Regions from separate parts of the Arachis hypogaea genome. Here region 2 is linked to region 1. The links are chromatin contacts, called in public Hi-C maps. All regions are on one chromosome and are shown on one strand. The core of a region is the stretch at or near the end of the contact, and the rest is flanking DNA. Distances in the headings are between cores, read along the strand shown. Region 1 holds the start of LOC112754075 (protein CUP-SHAPED COTYLEDON 3). Region 2 has its middle 8.0 kb from the start of LOC112758725.

Region 1 (5,221 bases), core at 750-3,249:
AGCGTTGGACTAGCTAGCTACTACGAATGAGGTCTCTTAGCTTGACATTTTAGACTAATACCGAACAAAACTGCTTTTTCACTTTAGACATATAAAAGAATGATTGATAAATAAAATTTGTTAAAGTAAAAAAATTGATGATTGCAAATAGGTTTGGTGGCCACAGAAAAGGTATTTAATGATGAAACTTTGTGTAAATAATTTAATACTAATTAATTATATATACTTAAAAGAACACGACACATACATGAACGGGAAGGAAGATAAATTGTAAAATATATAAAAATGGGTAGTTTATTTTCACCAATAATATGTAGCTGCGTGTGGGGTTCTATACGGATGCCTCTTAAGCTGTCAACAATCTTAATCTGTGATGATCCGCCATTAAAAACAGACAAACAATAAACAAAAACAAATAAATAAATAATGTACGTGTAGTAGTTACCGTTATATATATATAAGGTGTGAAAAAACAAAGGAAATTCAACTTTTAACACAAACTATAAAAGGGGCATTTTGGAGGGATTCTAAACCGTAATTATGTATCTTGATGATTTCTGCCCTTAGCTTGTTATAATCAAAATTTAATTTCTTCTAACTTTGATTTTTCTTAGAGATTATTTTTATTGTTATAGATATAATTAGTTATATTTTTTTCTATTCATCATTTAAATTTTTAAGACAAGGAAGTTTTATGATAAAATATCTCTAATAATAACAACAATAAAAAATTGTATAGTGGCTAGTGGTTGGTGTATATTATATATAACTATAGATCACACAGCATAAACTTGTTTTCTCCTCTATATTCGGATTATTATTTAATTTCTTTAAAAATAATTGTGTGTGTGATTATATATTATAAGGCGTATATATCCGCCTTATGTATGTATATATGTATGTATACAGTATTTTTAGAATAATACAGGGATCTCTAGCTAGCTGGCAGATATATATTCAAGAGTAGGTTCAAACATAGAATGAATAATGATCATATTTTATTTTTTCTTTAATTTAGGTATAACGTCGTCCCTTTAATTTTTAATTTTACAACATATATAAACATGGTAATTATATTATTATTTAATTATAACAAAGTTGACAAAGCAATACATTCTTATTAAGCAACCAAAATATATATATAGAGATGATTAATTATAAAGATAATTCAGTTAATTATTATATGTATATATATACACACTAACATACATACGTGTATAAATGTCTCATTTACCTTTCTTGTGCATGATTCGCTATCTTCATGATTTTGACTCTTTAGCACTCATAAATATATAATTAGTAATTAAATGTTCCCTCAAGAAATGTTAAGAAAATCTAACTTTACACATGAAAAGACATACTTGATCTTTCTTGCGTAGAATAATTAATCAGCCCTCATCTCTCTGATTATATATTATGATGATTCATGCACAACATTATGAAATATGTGAAAAGAGGGTGAAAACAAGGGAGAGGATAAAAAAGGTCACGTATTTACAGAAATAGCAACCTTGAAACTTCCAAACACTGTGTTGGTGTATGTCATGTACCACTATTTCTCTTGTCACCTTTGTCTGCTGAGATTGGAAACTTGAAAATATCATGTCATTCACGACCTAGTTGACACATGATGCTGATTCCACACAACACCTAATTATTGTTATATTATTTTAGGATTTTTGGATTAGGATTTCTTTAATAAAACTAACCCTTAGTCGTTAAAGATTTGGAAATTTAATCATATAAATTAATTTAATATTTATTAATTAATGATTAGATTAGTTCTTTCATAATATCACTTTTTCCAAAATTTTAAATTGATAAAAGATACATATATTCTTCTATTATGGTATCAGAGCTTCTATGATTGAAAAATCTAAAATTCAATAATTGTTGAATAAAAAAAAATTAATCCATTATAAAAGAGGCTTTTTTTTTTGTTTGCGTGAATTTCTTGCATAATTTGTCTTTTTTTTTCCTTATCCTTATACTGAATGTTTTCTTTCAACATTAAGTTATAATAAAAACTCTAAAATTATATCATGATATATTATTTCTCTTAAAAGTTTAAATTGATAGAAGAAGATATATGTATAACAATTTTGAGAAAGCTATTAAACAAGTATCGAAAATGAAGAGATAATTTGGGTATAGAGAAGAATGGAGTAATGAAATATATGGATGGATGTGGTATGCAGAGGTGGCAAAGCTAAACGCAAATGAATGGTACTTCTTCAGCTTCAGAGACCGGAAATATGCGACGGGGTTCAGAACGAACAGAGCGACGACAAGTGGTTATTGGAAAGCAACGGGGAAGGATCGAACGGTGCAGGATCCACTGACACAAGAGGTTGTAGGGATGCGCAAGACTCTGGTGTTCTACCGGAACAGAGCTCCCAATGGCATCAAAACTGGCTGGATCATGCATGAGTTTCGCTTGGAGACCCCACACATGCCCCCTAAGGTACTTTTCTTTTTCTCTCTTTTCAAACTTCCACTTTCATCATCATTATATTTCTTTTTCTTCTTAATTACTTGCATCCCGTGACAAAACTTCATCATCATTATTAACTCTAGTGCAAATTTTTAAGTTCATACACACCATCACAAAACCATTATGTTGTTGACTCATCCATATATATATTCTTAATCAAAATGGTTTTGCTTAGTATTCATCGGTTTGTAACTAACTGTTTAAATGTTAGGCATGAATGGTTTAATTTAGGGTATGTTTGGCAAAATAACAAAATTTTATGAATTTGGATCCTCTAAATTTTGAATTTCACTTAGAAGATACAGTATAAATATAATCTCTCATTTTTGAATAGTTTCTCTCTCATATTTTTTCTTAGTCCCACCTATAAAATAAATGATGAGAAATCACACTTTATATATCCTCTAAAGTGAAAATTTAAAATTTAGAGGATCCAAATTCGAATTTCATTGTTTCATTTTTTTTTCACAAAATATTAAAAATAAAACAAAAACAAAACAAAACCAAATACGCCTTTAAGTTTTTTTTTCTTTTTAAATGAAAAGACTAGTTTAATTTTATTAGGAAAAGTTGTGAAGGGTAAATAAAAAAGTGAGTAGAGCAAGGGAAAAGGTTTCATATATTATATATAGGGTTTGTTTATTTGGCGTGTATGTGTATGTGTGTATTATATTTTTGGTGTGAGGTTAAAGGGTCTTTAAGCAAGCGTGTGTTTGGGTTTCACATTTTACAATATATATTATTTTGTTCCCCTAAAATTCTATTTGTTTGATTACACAGGAAGATTGGGTGTTGTGTAGAGTGTTCCACAAAAGCAAAGAAGAAAACAGTGCCAAACTTATCATGTATGATTCCATTTCCACACATCATCAATCATCAAACCCTATGGCATTGGTATCAACCCATCATTTGAACCCCATCAACAACCATAATAACACTTATCATGCCATGAATAATTTCCTTCATCACTTCTCATCATCAAGGGATGATAGTCAAACAAATAACGCCAATAATAATAATAGCAGTGTTACTCAAATTAGTCCCAAGGGTTATGATGGATATGGCTTCATATGGGATCACATGGATCTTGAAGATGGTGGTGTGCCCTCATCAGACTTCCAGGTCGACAATAATAATAATCGTAACAACAACAATAATAATAATATTGCATTGCTATAAGAAGCTAAGATACTAATTAGGTGTATTATTGTATTATTTGTAAATATGCATATTATTCTATTTATGTATGTATATGGAAAGTGTGAAGAATTCGTTGTTGTATGTATCGATTATGGTGTGTGTGTGGCTTCGAGTGGCCAAGTCACGTGATAGATTGGGTTAGCTGTTCCAAGGTTGGAGTTGTGATATGTAATATATTATTCATATATATGCTCATTGTGTAATTAGTAGTGTATGTAAGTGTACGTATTGGATTAATTAGGCTCTTTATAATTTTCTTATTTTGGTGTAGCATGCAGATGCCATATATCATATCCTTCTTCTCCTTAAAATTAACCCTTTCTTTATTTTTCTGATAATGTATGTATCCCAGTTAAAAATTATTGACTGTTACACTTATTATATGTATAGTCAGATTCTATCTAACAGTTTAAAGTTTTTTTGTATAAATAATTTTATAATATAATAGCAAAATTTTATAACAAAAATTTAAAATTTAATATTTAATATTATTCCAAAAAAAAAATATAATTGTTTCAGTATGAATTTAAAAATAAAAAGAAAAATGAATTATGTAAAATATTTATAGTTCAAATATTATAAATCTCACATCTCTCATGGATAAAGTATTTAGATAGTTTATAACATTCATCGTAAAAAAAAAAAAAAATGCTAAATGGCCAAATGACACAGTTCCTGGAATTTAAGTATGCTGGATTTTGTGAAACCGAAGTTACATTAGGAAATTTGTGGCGGTGTCTAGCCCTCCGCTATTTGCAGTAGTTTTTTAGACATTGAAGCGGTTTTCTAACTGAAATGATTCGCAGTGGTTTTTATTGAAGTTGTGAGGGTTTTAAATTCTTGCAAATTATATATCTCAAAAATAAATTATTTTTTTAATGGTCAACTCACTTATTTGTTCAAGTAAGTATTAGAATTTAAATTCTGCTTGTTTACGCAGCAATTTATTGATCAATAACGATAAATATGAAAAATCCTTAAATTTAATATAAAGTGCAAAAGAGATCTTTGCGTAAAAAAATGTACCTATATCAACAAAAAAAACTTGCTAAATGATACACAAATTAAGTAACTGGTTTTACTTTAAAAGCTTAGATAAGATCTTAGGTTCCATAAAAGTTGAGTCTTAAAGTTTGATTGGTGTGATTTTTTTTAATGAAAAATATTTTTTTTAATTTTTAATATATTTAATAAATTTTTAATAATAAAAATAAAAATATTAAAAATATTTTTTAAATATTTTTTATTTAAAAAATATTTTAACTTCTTTTGGTTTCTTTTATCTTTTTGTTAAATGTTGATACGGTTATTATATAAATGTTCACATGTCTCATTTTGTCCTAATCTAAGTATATACTAAGATCAGAAATTTATTTTATTTTATTTCAATAAATGGTTAAATTTGACGTTCAAAATAAAAACAAAACTAAAATGCAATTACATAAACAAACAGACTTTACAAATTAATATTAATTAATAAATGTCTTTTAGCCAACATTCAACGTCCGTTTCTCTTTTCTTATAAAT
Region 2 (5,032 bases), core at 2,375-4,874, 190 kb before region 1:
CTTGGGTCAGTCTGTTGATGAGTTGAGGGAGCTTTTCGAGAATTGGCATCCACTATCCAGTAAATTTTACTTTGTAAGTCCTCATTAAATCCCTTAATTCACAGATAGAGAAGAGATATTTATTTTAAGGTGTGATCTTCGGTTTTGATTTTGGAAGGTAATGGAGGAAAAAGCAAGGGCTTGAAGTAATCTATTTTACTCTCTAAGACTTTCCTATCCTTCCAAAATTAAATTTTAGAACTCATAAAATAAGCTGAGCTTATATTTGCAGTGATTGATGAGTACTAACTGCTTTCTTGTATAGTTTTCCTGTTAAGTATGTGTTGATTATCATTATTTCCTCTTTCTTGATTACTCGGTGATGCAAGCTGAACCGTTGATAGCTAGAGTTCAGTCTATAGGGTTCAATATTTTGCAGAAGCTGAAGGCTTCACAGCAATGTCTACCTGATGATTTGGGGTATGATATGACATCAATCATTAAGGAAGCTATAAATGAACAACTGGAAGGCGAAGGACCAAGTTCTGAGATTCTAGCAAATATTGCCGAGATCCTCGACTTAAGGTCTAATCAAGATGTTTTGATTGAAGCTGTGGCCCTTGAAAGGTTGAAGGAGAATGCTGAACAAACTGAAAACATTGCAGAAGCCGAGTATATTGATCGAATGCATGAGCGAATCATCATTCTCAAGCAAGCTCAGAGCTCTATCCCGGATTCGGTACCTGCTGATTTTTGCTGTCCTCTCTCTTTGGAATTGATGACAGATCCAGTCATTGTGTCATCCTGGCAAACCTATGAGCGAGGCAGCGAGCTTTCATCAAGGACTGGATTGATCTTGGGCTCATGGTTTGTCCAAAGACTCAGTCAGACTCTGGTTCATTCCAATCTAATACCTAACTACACTGTAAAAGCATTAATTGTTAATTGGTGCGAAACAAACAATGTGACACTAGTTGATCCAGTAAAGTCCACAAACATAAATCAACTATCTCTCCTTCATGGATCTATTGAGTCTGGTTCAATCGAGGAATCAACTGTTAGAACTTCTTTCAGTGCAAACCACCAAGTGGAAACATCACCATTGCATCCTATTTCAACTCCAGAAGATTCCTTTAGTGGCGTGGCGTGGATAATGCACAGCATGTGGATCCTGTAAGAATATCATCTGCTAGCTCAGACGAAGAAAGTGTGGATTTAGTTTCCCAATCATCAACTTCACCATCTAGAAGGGAAGCTTCAATCTCAAAACCATGTAAGAACTGATTCTGATTCCAGTGAACACTCTAGTGAAAATTTTCATCAAGGCATACAGGGTGATTGCAACAATCCAAGAAAACTCTGTTACAGCACTTCTTAACTTATCAATCAATGACAACAACAGAGACAGGTGGTTGAGGATAACCAGATCAGGATAGGGAGGGCTGGGGCTATTAAACCTCTGGTTGAGTTATTAAGTAATGGAACTCCAAGGGGTAAGAAAGATGCTTCCACTGCTTTATTTCACGAAAACAAGGATCGAATTGATGGACCCTGCAGCTGGAATGGTCGATAAGGCTGTGGCTGTTCTAGCAAATCTGGCCACAATACTGGTGGAAGAACTGCGATTGGGCAGCAAGGTGGCATTCCTCTTCTGGTTGAGGTTGTTGAGTTGGGTTCTACTAGAGGAAAGGAGAATGCAGCAGCAGCTCTTCTACATTTAAACATGGTACTCCAAGAAGGAGCTGTTCCACCATTAGTAGCTTTATCACCATCAGGCACCGCAAGGGCTAAAGAGAAGTTTTCTCTTTATCTTCTTTGTTTTGTTACAAAATGTGGTGACTGAGATTTGGTTCTGTTTAGGCCCTGTCTCTTCTGAATCATTTTAGAGATCCAAGGCATGGTGGTGCTGTGAGGGGCTGATTCTTTGTTACCAACTTCTTCTACCATCCAAAAGGTTTTGAATGGACTCTTAAAGAATGTTGCTAATTTATATATTTTCAATTTCTTGTAAAGAGAATAAACATGGATTATATGTATCCTCTTGTAAACAAACCTTACAAATTATACATGTAAATCTTCCTTGTTACAAAAACATGATCTCTAGCTTTTGTTGCTGACTTGTACAAGTTGTTCAATGACATTCAGTTATGTATTAACTTCCAATTCAGTTAGCCAGGGATCTGATCGATCCGGACCTTCTCGTCATCCTTCGATTTCAAAGGGGCAAGGAAGCGCTCTTCAAGTTCTGAAAAAATTGTTGCCTTGATAACAGCAATAGAAACTAGAAAGCACTTTATACTTGGAAATAATTGAAAGTACTGGCAGGGAGCCAATACATGTAGTATTAAGATATTTCTTGATTCCCTATTGTTTGTATTCATTTTTCAATATTTGTATCAGTAGAGGTGAAGCTTCACACTAAGTAGCTAAATAATCGTTATGTTATTTTTCTACAATTTCTAAACCCCAAACTCAAATCCTAAACCCCAAACTCTAACCCTAAACCCCAACCCTCAACTCTCAACCCTAACCCCCCAAATTCATAAACCCCAAATCCGAAACACCAAATCCTAAACCCCCAACCCTAAATCCTAAATCCCAAACTATAAGCCCTAAACCCCCAACCTCCAAATCGAAATCCTAAACCCCAAACCATAAACCATAAACTCTAAACCCTAAACTCCAAATCCCAAATCCTAAACTCCAAACATTAAATCCTAAACTCTAAACCACAAGTCCAACCCCCAAACCCTAAACCCTAAACTACAAACCCTAAATCCTAAATCCTAAACCCCAAACCCTAAACCTTAACCATAAACCCTAAACCCCCAACCTTAAATCCTAAACCCTAAATTCCAAACCCTAAACTCCCAACCTTAAACCCCAAACCATAAGCCCTAAATCCCAAATTCTAAATCACAAATTCAACCCCCAACCCCCAAATCCTAAACCCTAAATCCCCAACTCCAAACTCTAAACTACAAATTCCAAACCCTAAACCACCAACCCTAATCCCTAAACCCTATATCCCCAACCCTAAACCCTAACGGACAAACACTCGACGGTTAGTTAAAGTATTTAATTTGGCGATTATTAGTCATAAGACTATTGACTATTAAAGGTTTATCATATAATGAATATACAACAAGTTTACTAACAACTACACTTCATGTTGTTTTCTATAAATTTTCTTTTTGAAAAATGATATTAATTATTGTTTCAGAGCCAATAGGCAGTAGCATGGCACATTAACGAATTCCACCATTTCTATTATTTAATTCCTTGTTATTCCTACACTTTCATTATTTCATATTGTTTTTATTCAAAATGTTAATGGGCATTTAAGGGTCATTGCACTTTCATATCGTTCACTACATTCATTCCCTTACCGTCGGATATGCCCTGCACCGCTGATCGATGACATGGCCAGTTGGAATCCATTCATTTCATTACCAAAATTAAATCATAAATTTCATTGTCACGGTTGAAATTAAAGTAGCAAAAGAAAAAACCCAAGATAATTAAGTGCTCATGTATTTTGGACCTCAAATTTTCATCCTTTTGTAATTAACAGAATATTTAACAAATTAAAGCACACAAGACGAATATTCCTCTAATCACACATGACGCGACTGAAATAACGACCCTTTTTTCTCAGCCTCACTAGAATAATGATAATAATAAAAGATAACAAAGACAACAGATGTGGTAGATTATGTTGTTAAATTATTTTATTATTCTAGAAAGTAGTGTGATAGTTGACTTATGTTGAAAATGATATAGGAGTTACTTCGATTTATATTTTGTTTTGACAATTATATGCTCCATTTTCTGTGTTGAGTTTGTTCTTTCTTAAAAAAAAAAAAAGTAAAACCTGTTTAAGCTATATATATGAACACATCAGCCCCTTAATTTCATTGTTTAAATTTGCGTACAACATATAATTACGGATCAAGCGGCAAATTTTTTGCTTGAAAATATACTTTAAAAAAATAAAGATTCGTCACCAAAAGTAGTCAGAATTCTAGCTATTTCAAACACTCAAAGCCGCGTGTCCTTCTTAGCTAAGATTGTAAAAATATAATAATAACAGTGTGTTATTATATTTTGATTTAGAGGGGAATAGATTCGACTAAATTCAATGGATTGGCTCACCTTTGCATCATTATGATACTATATAATTATACCAATGAATTAATGATTTTGTTTTAAATACTGACAAGCCTATGATCTATATATTGTAAGTTTCAGTTACTATATTATATTAAAAAAATATAGAGAAATAACTTTTCTACACGTCAACATAACCCAACTCTATTATAATTTAAATTTTATAAATAAATAAAATTTTAAAAATTAAAATTCAAAATTCAAAAAAAATTATTTCTACATTTATTCTAATCACATTTATAATCCACAGTAAAAATAATTCATACAAAATCTAATCCCTTTCTATTCATTTGAAAACAGTCAAATCTCTTCCTCCACAAATCCGCCGTCTCCACGTATTTTCGACGCTGCCGCTCATTGACCACCATCGCATCTTTCGTCGTGCTGTGCGACCTTTTCCACGCATCTCGTCACCGTCCTTTTTTCGTCGACGTCGTCGCCCACTGTCCCGACGCATCTGCACCGCTGCGGCCCCCATCCGTTGCGACGCAGCCACCTCCGGTCCCCCATTCGCGATGCGCGATCAACTATTCCGATCCATGGCGACTCCTCCACTCGCGATGCGTGGCCTTCGTGGCTTCCTCCTCGCAACGTGCCACCACGAGTCTCCCACCGTACATGCAACACCGTCTAAGATGTCGTCGCCGGTCACCCTACGACTCTTCTTCTTCTCCTCTCCTATTTGGTTTTAAATGATCATTTTAACTAGTTTTTTTTCCTATGTTTTGTATATATATTTTTTTAGGATTTGGATGATTTTGGTGGTTTTTTTGGAGTTTGGACATTTTTTTTAAAAGAGAAATTAGAATTTACGTAATAAATAGTAAAAGATGAATTAGAATAAAAAAATAATTAATAATCATTAATATTGTATTTTTTTAAA

Evidence for each region. Hi-C and Micro-C count contacts between places; a contact is called where the count stands out from the background.
Region 2: a Hi-C map of leaf shows a contact between it and region 1, with 4 times the contacts expected there. The contact joins the enhancer-like site here to the promoter of LOC112754075 in region 1. A contact is called at or near these places in 3 of 8 Hi-C or Micro-C datasets (leaf and an unstated tissue).

Annotation. Positions count from the first base shown.
Region 1 is chr16:27,131,674-27,136,894 of arahy.Tifrunner.gnm2.J5K5, reverse strand. LOC112754075 (protein CUP-SHAPED COTYLEDON 3) reads left to right here and starts at 1,999. Exons shown (of 2, transcript XM_025801669.3): 1 at 1,999-2,464; 2 at 3,275-4,099. The coding sequence starts at 2,186. The coding sequence ends at 3,673.
Region 2 is chr16:27,322,158-27,327,189 of arahy.Tifrunner.gnm2.J5K5, reverse strand. It overlaps the pseudogene LOC112758726. Among protein-coding and RNA genes, the nearest start is that of LOC112758725, 8.0 kb to the left of the region's middle. Within about 2 kb of position 3,624, at least 2 of the 3 cell types and tissues checked have open chromatin away from gene starts, as enhancers often do.